Linked DNA regions of Gossypium hirsutum: region 2 is linked to region 1. Evidence: chromatin contacts called from public Hi-C data. All regions are on one chromosome and are shown on one strand. The core of a region is the stretch at or near the end of the contact, and the rest is flanking DNA. Distances in the headings are between cores, read along the strand shown. Region 1 holds the start of LOC107899651 (dystrophia myotonica WD repeat-containing protein). Region 2 holds the start of LOC107899665 (DNA-binding protein S1FA).

Evidence for each region. A called contact is a pair of places that touch in the nucleus more often than the background predicts.
Region 2: a Hi-C map of leaf shows a contact between it and region 1, with 2.6 times the contacts expected there. The contact joins the promoter of LOC107899665 here to the promoter of LOC107899651 in region 1. A contact is called at or near these places in 3 of 34 Hi-C or Micro-C datasets (all in leaf).

What each region holds. Positions count from the first base shown.
Region 1 is chrD04:42,656,713-42,663,318 of Gossypium_hirsutum_v2.1, reverse strand. It overlaps LOC107899651 (dystrophia myotonica WD repeat-containing protein), which reads left to right and starts at 2,618. Exons shown (of 11, transcript XM_016825417.2): 1 at 2,618-3,154; 2 at 3,600-3,914; 3 at 4,002-4,110; 4 at 4,199-4,292; 5 at 4,952-5,039; 6 at 5,182-5,265; 7 at 5,832-5,928; 8 at 6,027-6,114; 9 at 6,287-6,392; 10 at 6,480-6,572. The coding sequence starts at 2,984.
Region 2 is chrD04:42,930,203-42,936,808 of Gossypium_hirsutum_v2.1, reverse strand. LOC107899665 (DNA-binding protein S1FA) reads right to left here and starts at 2,404. Exons shown (of 2, transcript XM_016825433.2): 1 at 1,959-2,404; 2 at 793-1,141. The coding sequence starts at 1,988. The coding sequence ends at 923. It overlaps LOC107899663 (L-type lectin-domain containing receptor kinase VIII.1), which reads right to left and starts at 6,366. Exons shown (of 1, transcript XM_016825431.2): 1 at 3,660-6,366. The coding sequence starts at 6,034. The coding sequence ends at 3,950. LOC107899664 (cell number regulator 8) reads left to right here. Exons shown (of 3, transcript XM_016825432.2): 3 at 1-454. The coding sequence ends at 225.

The sequences.
Region 1 (6,606 bases), core at 1,369-3,868:
ACATCAACAAAGTTAATAGACATTAACTTTTCTATCCATTATGGGGTGATTTGACAAAAAATGCAAGTTTAAGGGCTAAAATAGGTGAAAATTTAAATGGAGGACTAAAATGACTTTTTTATAAAGTTGAAGAACCAAAAAGGTCATTATGCCAAAAAGAACATAATAAAGAAAAAGAGATTTTTTTTAAAATACAAAAAAGAAAAGAACATAATTCGGGGCCAAATGGTAAGTAGAGAAAAAAGCCCAAAGTTGAAGGACCATTGTGTGTTTCGGTGAGCCGAACAACATAAGTCACCTATGTGAGAGTGAAGTGGGGTCATTTTGAGGAGACTATTGGGGCATAGTTCTCTCAAACTCTTTCAGAACTAGGAGATGTTCACAGCTATATGAACACACCCATGAGAACTAAAACCTTACTAGAAAGGTAGTTGTTTGAGGTATATCATCGTTTATACAAACGACAAAACAGTTCAAGGACATCACATCTACTAGTTAGCTAGTAAAGTAAATATACTTTCACAAGGGAAGGTTCAAGGGAGGATGCTTACCTATTCTATACAACTATCGATCGTAGATTCTATCACCACATCGAGTCAATGTTTTTCCGTTAAAACTATCAATTTTCATTCATATGGGGTATTGTTGGAAAAATTGTAATTTTTGGAAACTTTGAGGCATATTCTCGATTGGTAAAGGTGGGAAGTTGAATCATAAAATTATGGTTTTATATTCTACTTTATGAGACCTTTACAACGGTATATCATATGCTCAAAATGATTAAGTGATGAATAAGAAATTGATGCTTAAAGTAAGCTACTTGTGAATATTTGTTAAGGAAAAGAAAAGCTTAGATCCCACATTGGTTAAATATCAAATGTAAGATGTATTTATATATGAGAACCCACTTGAAAAGTGATTGAATGACTAAGTTTAAAATCATGCCCCGCGCATAAGGGGGTGCATATCCAAACCCATTAAGGTTGAGGCGCACCCACATGATGTAGGCGATGCGAAATGTCTGGACCGGTTAGGCCCAAAATAGGCCTGCAGATATTTTAGCCCAACATGAAATTTATTTTTCTCAGCAAATATATATACAAAATCTTATTTAAAAAGACATATCTTGATTTATTTGATTCAAATCAATTTGATTTGAATTTAATCAAATTAATTTAATTTCTCCTTTAATGCAAATTTTGTATATTTATTTATGGATATTTCCAAAATTCCTCCATATTGAATGCTTATAAAAGGCCTAAGAATTATTCTGAATTTTTTACACTTACAGACTCTCAAAAACTGAGTTTATTTTTGCTCTCGAAAATTCTTCACTTTTTCTCTCAATATTTTCCAACATTCCTGTGATAAAGGAGGTAAGGCTTGTTCGTGATCACTGTAGAGGTGTTACTACTTCGATCATCGTGTTGTTGTATCCTGGACACAGTCAACCAACGTTTCTCCAAGTACCGTAAAAGCGGCCGAATCTATCTTAAGGGAACTGTGTAAAACAGGCATCAACATCTAGTAAAATTTGATTTCTAGTTTTTATAATATTATTTATTGATTTTTCATATCGGATATTTTAAATATAAATTATTTATTTTATTTTATTTTATATAAATAGTTGTTTATTTATGTTTATTTTTGTTCGCTAACGTGTTTTGTCCAACAATCTAAAAACCCCACTGGTAGTATACAAAATAATTTCCCTTTCAATAAATATTGGTAATTCTTAAGATAAAATGAAACAAAAATGATAATGAAGATGTTAAAATGAGATAAAATTTAATCATGAGGCATGTAGTGGTTACTCATCTCATCCCTTAACCATGACCATGAGGTTGGAGGTTTGATCCTTGAGAATGGAATGGAGCACAATTTATGGTCAGTCATTTCCCTTTTTGGAAAGCACGTGCAATAAATGGATTAGTCACTGTTACCAGCGGTGGACACCTTGGTTCCAAAAAAAAACATAATGATTTATTTGGCCCTCCAACTTTACAAAAAAATCATTTTAACCCTCCATTTAATTTTTCACCTTTTTAGTTCTTAAACTTACATTTTTCATCAAATCACCCCAAAATGAATGAAAAAGTTAACTTTTTTATAACTTTGTTTACAATGCATGCACGCGGATGATACGTTAGTGTTTAATTAAATTTTTTAAAATTTTAAAATTCAAAAAAATTATAAAAAATATTTTTAAAAATTTTAAAATATTTTTATAAGTTTAAAAACTTATAAAAATATTTTTTAAATTTTAAAAAATTAATTAAATGATGATGTCATCTATATAGAGATCCACGTGTATGCCACTTCAACAAAGTTAATAGACATTAACTTTTCCATCCTTTTTGGGCTGATTTGAAAAAAAATACGAAATAGGTAAAAAATTCAATGGAGGACTAAAATAAATTTTTTGTAAAGTTGAAGAACCAAAAAGGTCATTATGCCAAAAAGAACATAATGCAAAATTAAAGAAAAGAAGAGATTTTTTAAAATACAAAATAGAAAAGAACATAATTCGGGCCAAATGGTAAGTAGAGAAAAAAGCCCAAAGTTAAGAAAATGGAGGTGAAAATCTGAGCATGTCAAACTCGATACAAAATAAATTATAATAAAGAAAACCTGGAAATCTTTCCCATTTTCATCATCAATCCCTCTCTCAGTTTATAACTACAAAGACCGAATAAGATCACTCTCTTGAATCCTCCACCGTCTATTCCATTGACTTCCCTTAAACTTCCCGAAAAGTCTAACCTCTTCTCAGAACTCCCACCCATACAGGGCCCTTCTCCTCCTTTGATCCCCCATCCCCCATTTCAACAACAGAAAATTACCCATAAAAGACTCATTTTCTTTTTGGGTTTTCTTTTGGTCTTAGGATTTAGGAAATAAGAAATTTTCAAAATTGAGAAGAAGTAGAAGAAGCCCTAGTGTGTCATGATCAGATGCTATCGGGTGTAAGATAAGCGACACCATGATCAACACGGCCAACGGTACGATTTCGACCTCTTCGTCCTCGGCAAACGCTCAATCGCCGGGTTTGAAGACTTATTTTAAAACCCCAGAAGGTCGATATAAGCTTCACTATGAAAAGACTCACCCTTCTAGCCTTCTTCACTATGCTCATGGCAAAACTGTTACTCAGGTAACTTCAAATTCCTAGGGTTTCATTTTTTTCTTAAATTATTGAAAAGAAGACTATCTTTTGTGTTACTTATTTGGGTTTTGATCAAGACCAATCATCCGATTTCACTTTAAATTGCTCTCTTTTCTTTTTCTTTATTTCTTTTTATTTTAGTGTGGGTTTTCCTTTTTGTGTTTTTGATACACTAATGTTATAATTAGATAATGAGAACATTTCCAATTTATTAGTGAAAAGAGGGTTTTTTACATGTACCCATCTGTTAGAAGCACTTGAAGAACATATTTTATTAGATCATTTTGTACCATCGGTGTTTAAGCATTATTGATTACAAGTTCAAGCTTGAAAGAGTTTGAATCAATGCCCTTAGTTATAAAGTCAAATTTTGATCGTTTTGCTTATGTATTATTCGTTTGTTGAGATTGTATTGATTAAGTCCGGCTGTCAGGTTACCCTAGCACATTTGAAGGAGAAGCCAGCTCCATCAACTCCGACGTCTTCATCGTCCAGCTACAGTGCCAGCAGTGGGGTCAGATCAGCAGCAGCAAGGTGGCTAGGTGCTGGGAACGGGAGCCGCACGCTTGGATTTGCTGGGGGGAATGGTGGGAGTAAAAGTATTAGTAGTACTAGTAGGATTGGGTCATTGGGTGCTTCAAGTTCTAGTAATTCAATCACTAATATGAATTTTGATGGGAAAGGGACTTATTTAATCTTTAACGTTGGTGATGCTATCTTTATAAGTGATTTGAATTCTCAGGACAAGGTAATTTAGCATTTTTTTTTGTTACGGTTTTTGATGAAAGAGAAGGCATCTGTGGTGGTATTTTGAGAATCTTGGTGTTTAATGTAGGATCCAATAAAGTCTATCAATTTCAGTAATTCGAACCCTATCTGCCACGCATTTGATCAAAATGCCAAAGATGGCCATGATTTGCTTATTGGGTTGAATTCTGGTGATGGTAATTCTTCTTAGCTTATTCTAATTTGCAATTTTAGCTCAAGGGTTTAAACTCTGCAAATTTATCAGTTCTGTGTGTATTACTGTAGTTTACTCTGTGTCACTGAGACAGCAGTTACAGGATGTTGGAAAGAAGCTTGTTGGGGCGCAGCATTACAACAAAGATGGTTCTGTCAATAACAGGCAAGACTTACATTACTACATACATTATACATTTCCTTACCTTTCTTCGCCATTTGAGTGTACTTTTTAATAATTTTGAGTTTCAAATGTTTTGTCTTAGGTCTTCCTGCATGTGATTTGTAGAATTTTGTGCTTTAGAGGCTAAACTAGTACATGATGGTGTAAAGATAAATTGTGGTACCCAATGGCTTGGAGCTGGATAATTTCTATGAAATCTTATATAGATTTGTATTTCTTTTAAATGATGCATATTAAGCTTACGCCACTTTATGATATCATTTTCTTGAATCTGTTTTTGTTATTTTAATGGGGCAATATTGCCGTAATTTTTATTTCTATCCACCTTGAGACCTTGCTGCAGAGCGGCTTCATTTGTTTTCTCTTTAACCTTCAATATTTTTAAGGTATCAATACTACCAAATATAAGGCCAGCAAGAAAGCAACTGACTTGGTCTCTCATTGGGTTGATTGTTAAACCCGCTAGCAATATTCAACTTGTCATCTGCTGCAACTTATAGAATTTGCTTTTCTCTCAGGCTTCCCCTTAGGATGATGAAAGGGGCACTGACTTTTGTTTCTAATTGGCCTTTATGCTGAATTGATGTTTTAATTTGGTTGACTCAGCTGCCTATCTTATATATTCTTGTTATTTCCAGCAGTCGCTGTACTGGTATTGCATGGGTTCCCGGAAGTGATGGTGTTTTTGTGGTGGCTCATGCTGATGGAAACATGTACGTGTATGAAAAGGCAAGTTTCTGATAATTAAATAAGGATTTTATTTATTTTTATATTTTTTAACTTCTGGAGGTATAACTTACAAATTTCATTATGTTCAATGCATCAAGCTGTTTTTTAAGCTTTTTTCTTTCTTTCTTTTTGTGCCATCTAGAACAAGGAAGGAGCTGGTGATTCTTCATTCCCTGTTGTAAAAGACCAAACTCAATTTTCAGTTTCACATGCACGTTACAGTAAGGTACTGGTCAGTGTTTATTTTGGGGGAAAAAGAGCTATTTTAGGCTTTCTTATTTGTTTATGTTTCCTAAAATTGGTGGTGTTTACCTTTGTTGTATAATGTAAAGCCATTAATGATTCATGTGTAAATTTATAGTAGGTGCTGCATGGCTTATCACTATTCTAGTTTCTAGCCAAACGGTAATCTGTTTAAATTAGATGATGCATGTGTTGCTGCATTTTGCATGATCTAGATTGTCAAAAATGGGTTTGACACCCAAATTTCTCAGAGAGCTGCAGGAAAGTTTGCACATGTTTTCTTTTCTTCCTTCCTTCCTAAACCTTTACTCAATGCATTTAGATGTGGTCTTGTGCTTGCCTTCTGGTTTATATGCCCATGGTTATATATATTTCCTTTTTTGTTACAGTTAATGCCATGATATTCTTGATATCTGGCAAGATAGAGCATGCCTTAGCAACAGAAAATGTTTTTGGTCTGACTGTTCTTTGACATCAATGCGGAAACCATATAATTTTTCTATTTTTCCTTGTTTTGGTTTTTTTTTACTTGCCATTATTTCCTTGCAGAGTAACCCAATGGCGAGATGGCATGTTTGTCAAGGTTCAATTAATAGCATTGCTTTCTCCCATGATGGGGCATACTTAGCAACTGTTGGAAGAGATGGTATCAACTCAAATTGACATCATCTTCATTTTTTGGCTGTTTTTCTTTTCTAGCTTTTTTGAACTTTGAGTTTCTCTCTTTCTACTTGCTGAGTGCAGGCTATCTGCGAGTTTTTGACTATTCAAAAGAACAGCTTGTATGTGGTGGCAAAAGTTATTATGGTGCTCTACTATGTTGCGCTTGGAGGTGCTCTGTTCTCTTTTTCAAAGCTCTATTTCTTTTGTCCAAACAAATTTGTGCATTCTTTTAAATATACTGCGTTTTCAATTTGTCACCTTCTGTTCTTTGTATATGATATATAAGTCATCACCTTTGGAGAAAATAAATGTTGGTACTAACAACAATGTCCACTGAACAGTATGGATGGGAAATATATTCTGACTGGAGGTGAAGATGACTTGGTTCAAGTTTGGAGTATGGAAGATCGAAAGGTTGTGGCATGGGGTGAGGGGCACAACTCATGGGTACAATTCTTACCTTAGAAGGCTTCTGTTTATCTGTTGTGGATGATGATGGCTGTGTACTCATTTCTTTCTACATGGTGCTGGCAGGTTAGTGGAGTGGCATTTGATTCGTATTGGTCATCACCTAATTCTGATGGCACAGGGGAGACTGTGATGTACCGGTTTGGTTCTGTTGGTCAGGTATAAGGATGTTCTTAGCCTGGTAAAGATAATT
Region 2 (6,606 bases), core at 1,155-3,654, 270 kb before region 1:
TGTGAGGCACTTAACAGGTCAGGTGGATGCTGTTTGGAAGATGAAGTGCAACGTGAACAGTGCGAGTCCGCCTGTGACTTTGCAACACATGTTTTCTGCCATGCATGTGCTCTTTGCCAGGAAGGCCGTGAGCTTCGTCGAAGGTTGCCTCACCCAGGGTTCAATGCTCAGCCTGTGCTGGTCATGATCCCTCCTGGCGAGCAGACCATGGGCCGTGGTGACTGAGTTCATGCTGGTCATGTCCTGAATTCGAATAGCTTGTTGCCGCCTTGTCCATGTTTTTGTCAGCGTGATGTCATGCGATAAAATTGTGTTGAAGGTTATCTATGTTGTTCAAACTCTACCCACTGAAGTTTGATTGCTTGTTGTGGTCAAGCACAATAACATATTGATGGACATATGGTTTTTAAGTATTTTATGTGTATAATATAGTAAATATTACACTTCTTTTCTATTTCTTTTTCTTAAAAGAAATTGGTGCTTTCACAATTCACAGTTAATACTTTTTTTCTGTCTCTTTTTCATATCTCCTAGTTCTTGAATAAACTCATGTTGGATTCATAGGGTTGAATTTAACTTATAGAATCCATGTTAATCATCTAATGCGAGTATACTTAATATATTGTTTTCAGGTTTTTCTTATATATATATATATATATATATAAAAGGATTAAATCTTAGTTCGAACATGTATAGGTATAAGAACACACAAGTAGACATTGTTTGGGGTGATTTGTTCCTACGAATAGTTCATATGGAAAATGAAAAGGAAATAAAGAGTAGAGGGCAATAGATATGAGACAGATAAACTGCAATTAATGAAACAGAAAATCAGTATTTTACCTCCTAGTCTACCAAATATGAGATTAAGATGTTTGCTCAACCAAGACAACTCTCTGGAAACTAAACAGGAAGAAAATTGTTATTCTCCTGGTGCAGAAACTCCTTGCTTCAGCCTCTCTTTCTTCATCTTCTTCTTTGATGTTGGCTTCTTTTTTCTAGGTGGAAGAGTCTTCTGTGCATACGAGTAAAGTACATAGTTCCCAACAAGGAATGTTAGCAGTAGCCCCCCAACAACCAGCAGCACTATCAAGCCAGGATTGAATCCTTTGGCCTCAGTTTGATAAATAATCTTGTTTCCCTATTGCATTAGCAGAAACTAAAGTCATCACGCATGTAATTTTGCACATAAAGACAACTAGCTGCTCAATACTTGTCTTCAGCCTGTTAATCTTTTCAAAATACCATAGAGAGCAAACAGGAAAACTTAGCCCTACTACAAAAGATCCTTGCTACATGAAAGATTCTATGAAGTATACGTGCATACAAACATTTCTGCAAAACATATACATCTATCATCAAGATTTTAAGAGATCACACTTACATTGAGACCCCAGAAATTTATCCATGGATACTGATAATTCAAATACCTATGTCTGTGTTTTAAGTAGATTGTTGACGAAATTATCGGATGTATCGCAAACTGAATGAAGAATTTTCAGGCAGTCAACTAAAGCTTTCATCTTTCACTGTTCTTTTATGTTTTTTCAGTCAGAATTGTGGAGAGGTATGGATGAACAAAAAGAACCCAACCCAAATTGACTGATCAAATCCCACATAAAGATAGTGTTAATAGTTTCCACGATGTTGCAGCTTTATTTCAATCAAAATATCGAGAAGAAGAAGAAAAAAAAACAGGATAGTTTGATAAGTTTGCATGCAAAAATAAACAAGTAACAATATCTTAATTAAGCATGAGAAAGAGCAAGAAAAAGTCTAAAAAAATGGGAATTAATTTGAAAAAGCACCACTGCACTAGATCGGAACTGTAACAAGTAATAAGCAAAGGAAACAAAACCAGATCTCTAAATTTGAACTGATTTAGCACGGATCTCATCTCAGTGAAAAGCCATTGAAATTAAGGGGAGCAAAACCAAGCGATCAAAGGAGGGAGGGACCTTATCGGCGAACTCGAACTCGTCTGACATGACTGCCAAGTCCAAGTGTCACGGACTTGGAGTTTTCCCACACATCCGTGCGGCCTTAGGCAGTTTTTTGGCTTAAAAACGCCTAAGTCAGCCTAACTTCCACCGATAAAGGATTCAACCGTAAAAACGCCTAAGTCAGCTCAACTCGCAACAATAAAGGATTCAACAGAATTCCCTTAAAGTTTCCACGAAGAACAGTGGAAGAACGAATTAAGAACGATCTTTGAAAGATGAACAAAAGCAAGAACGCTTGAGAGAAAAGTTTGAGTAAAATTCAGGAGTTAGTACAAATGAGGGGAGGCTCTCTATTTATAGTTGAGCTCCCCCAAAATCGATGGCTACAATTAAAAGCTGTATTCAATTAGGACTCTAAGTTTACAGAATTAGAAGCTGTGTACAATTAGAACTTCCAAGACTACATAGTCCTATCTTCATTATCGGGCCCATCAGGCTTCAATGTGACAGGCCTGTCCAACAGCTCTTTGAATCGGGCCAGTTCTCGTAGGCCAAATGATCCCCATCTGAGCAACAGACCTCCATTGGATGCATTTGGTGCGCTGGTCACGGGCTTTGAACTGCGGCCCGTGACACAAGTGCGAACTCAAGGTTGGAGCTCCTCACTAACACAAGTTGGGAACCAAAATAACAAAAACAAAAACCGGTTTCTGGTAATCAAACGAATTCGGATATCCATTTGGCAGTTGAATGGATCCAACTGATAATTGGACTTTGAACCCAGATAGTAACACGGCCCAGTGGATTGGGTAAAATCCAGTGAGTTTTATGGGACTTGGAGGGTTACTTTTACTTTTATTGTTTTTAGGTTATAGTAGAACCTATGTATCATGGCAGAGTACCCGTTACAAATAAAAAGATGTTTACAATATTATATTATAATTATAATTATTATTATTTAATTAAGTTCATCATACTGTTTCAATTATTCTAGTCATTTATAAATTATTACTTTTACATCAAAATATCTCATCATTATTTTAGTTTTCAATTTTTTCCATCTTTTTTTTAACTCTCATAGCTTGTATTTTTTTGCCAAAGCAACCCAAAAATTATGGAAAAGTTGATGTTTGTGCATTATGCTAATGTGGCATATGCCATTGATTTTTTTTAAAAAAATTTAGAAAAATTATATTTTTTTAAATAAATTTTTTAAATTTTAAAAAATTAATTAAATGCTGATGTGTCATCCACATAATAATCTATGTGTATGTCACGTCAGCAAAATAGAAAACGTTTAATTTCTTTTATCCATTTTAGGGTGATTTCAAAAAAAAAACATAAGTTTAAGAGTTAAAAAAATAAAATAAATGTAGGGTAAAAATGATTTTTTTTTTTGTAAAATTGAGGTAAAGTTGCCTCTAAAAACTGAGTTTTGAGCACCAGAATTGGGGGGGGGGGTCAGAGAGGGACTTGAACCAAGACAATAGTAGTAGTTAGTATTAAGAAATGCTTAATCCAGCAACTGGTTGTGGGCACCTTTGACTTTTTCCTCCTTTTAAAAGAGATACAAAAAGAGACGTGCTTCTGAATAAAAGTGTTTAAAAAGGAAGTAATCAGAAATAAGTTTAGAATCAAGTTTAGTACATACTTTTCTCCCAAACAACCCACTCCATGTAATTGCTTTCTCATTTTCCTTATTACCCAATTAAACAATTTTATAAAAAATGATGATTCTTTCCTTCATTGCTTTGATCCATGACCAACCGCCACTCAATAAAGTTTCTTAATTAAAAATAAAATAAAATAATAAATATGAAACATTTTTCACTGTACTTTACCAAGTGTCTACTCAAACCCCCATGTCTGCCCTTTGACAATGGGGATTGCTTGTGGAATCAACTAGGCAACCTTCAATCACTCCCCCCACCATTTTTCTTTGTCCCCAATTCCCTAAAACTTGTGCTTTTACATGTTATTGGGGAACTCAGCCCTTTTATTATTTATTAGACAAGGTCCGGACCAATGTGGCTATTTTCTGACGAGGAACTGAAGAAGTTTATCATATCGTTGCAGTCAGATACAGTGTCCTGCAAGCTCAACAATAGATGAGAAGTGCTGAAACTCATTGAGGGTTTAGCTTTTGGAACAATTGGGACCTGGGCTTCCCCCACCAGCATTTGGACCACGCCTCTCATTGTGGGTCTAGCCAGTGGGTCAGGGTGTGAACATGCTAACCCCACCAGGAGGACCCTCCTCATCTCACCCTCATTGAAATTACCTTCCAGCCTGGCATCAGCTGCAGCTAACAATCTCCCTTCTCTACGCAAACTCCAAACCCATTCCACCAAATTCCCATTCGCTCCAACTTTTGCCGCTGCATTGGCATTTCTCTCGATTGGTCTTCTTCCACTAGCCACCTCTAGAACCACAGCTCCAAAGCTAAACACATCCGTTTTCTCGGTTGCTCTCCCAGTTTGAAGATATTCGGGAGCCAAATATCCCATTGTGCCGGCAGCTACCGTGGCATCAGGCGATTTATCATGCTCAATTTGCCTTGCTAAACCAAAATCGCCTAGCTTTGCGTTGAACCCTTCATCCAGCATTATGTTGCTGGTCTTAACGTCTCTATGAATAACCTGGTGATCACACTCTTGATGCAAATAGGCCAAAGCAGAGGCAACTCCTAACAAAATTTTCTGCCTATGAGCCCATGGTAATGGCGTTCTGGCTTCAAATAATGCTTTATCCAGACTCCCATTAGGCATTAAATCATAAACTAATAAAATTTCACCTTTCTCATGGCACCATCCTTGCAATCTTACAAGATTGCGATGCCTAAGGGTCCCAATTATTGACAATTCAGATAAAAACTCATTCTTGCCTTGACTAGTATGACTACATCTCTTGACAGCCACAATGTTGCCATTATCCGGTAAAATGCCTTTATAGACAGTCCCAAACGCACCGTGACCGATAATTCTATTAGCATCGAAGCATCTCGTAGCTGCTTTCAGCTCTTTGTATCTGAACTCTTTTGGCATTTTGATAATCTCCGATGGAAAAGACTCGGATTTCTTCACATGCTTCAACTTTTTAGAGTAAACCCATATGAGAGCCCCAGCAAATAAGGCTAAAACGAAAGCCCCAGCCGTTACCACCCCTGCAACAGCCCCTGGACCTTGCTTACAAAGCTGGTTATGACAAGAAGAAGAAGACGAAGACTTACTCAAATGAGAATCTGAAGGAGCCAATGAAGGTGGCTTTGATTTAACAATATTAGCCGTTGGGTTCATTAAAGTAGCCGTTGGAGGCGGCGGAGAAGTTGAGTTGAAAGAAGAGCTAAAACTCCACCATTCAATGCTATGGACCTCGGTGCTTCCTTGTGTTGAGCCTGAAAATCCTACGTACATGAAATCATTAACATAATGATCGAGATCTAGAGGGAATGATAACATGGGCTCTTTAGGCTTCAAGGTTGAGTAAGAAACGGAGATATTGAAAATCCCAGATGAAGCATCGTATTCGACCCATGAATTAACGAGATCCCCACTTTTTAGATCAATATCTAAAGCCCCCAAGTCACCAACTTGAGAAGAAACCATGGTGTTGAGATCCAAACCAACATGGTTCCCATTAAAATCATCGAATTCTACGTCCATAAGAGTGTCGAATTCAACAGCAACGAACCCCGAGCCCCGACCCTTATCATCTAAGAGTCCCAAAGAGCCGCCGCCGGCGCCAATGAAATCACCATCCGGGGAAATGACAAAGGCTAAACCACCGCCGATAGAAGACGGGTTAAGGTTGGTAATGTAGAAGGAGAAGAAGGTGGAGAAGCTACAAGGAGAATGAGTCTGGGGTTCCCGGAATCTGACGGGTTTCGAGTACAAGGCTCTGCCGGCGACGGAAGCGGGTACTTGGAGGTCGCGAGTGAGTCTGACGCTCCCATTGTTTAAGTGAGCGTCACCAAGGAGCTTCAAGCTGCTGAGGTTTAACGTACCGAAATCGAACTCTGTGGCAGCAAAGATTCCGTTAAAGCTTGAGATAAAACAGAGGAAGAGAGGTAATGAGTAAGAAAATGACAACATTGTGGCTTCCCTTTGCAGTTTCTGATTATTCTCGAATGCCCCCAATATAAGAAAAAGACTGAAGATGATAATGCCTTGTTTGGGTGGGGAAATTTGTTGATGGTAAAATTGAGGAGATCTGAGGGAGGGATAACGAGGAAGAGTATATTTCTTTGGCTTAAAACATACCAACAAGGAATGAATGGTGTGCAGGAGGAAAGAGTGAGGGAATCCAATGAGCAGTTAAGAAGACAGGTGGCTACCCACGAAGGAAACACATGTATTTCTAACGGTTATTTTTCTTTTTCGGTGTTTGTAAAATAAATAAATTAAAAAAGAAGAAGAAGATGCTTTTTATCAGTGTTCCCATTCCCACATCTCAGTTTCGTCGCCCCCTTTACAAGGAAACAACATTCAGTTGCACGTGTCTGCGTGATTTCAACGCCCGTGAGTTATTTAGACTTTTGATTAAAAGAATATTAAACTTGATCTTCTTATGAGTCAAGTGTCAGCTTTTGGGTACTTGATTGTTTATAAATTAATATGGGAAAGTTAGATATTTTCTAATGGTGGATTGGGTTTGAAGATTACTG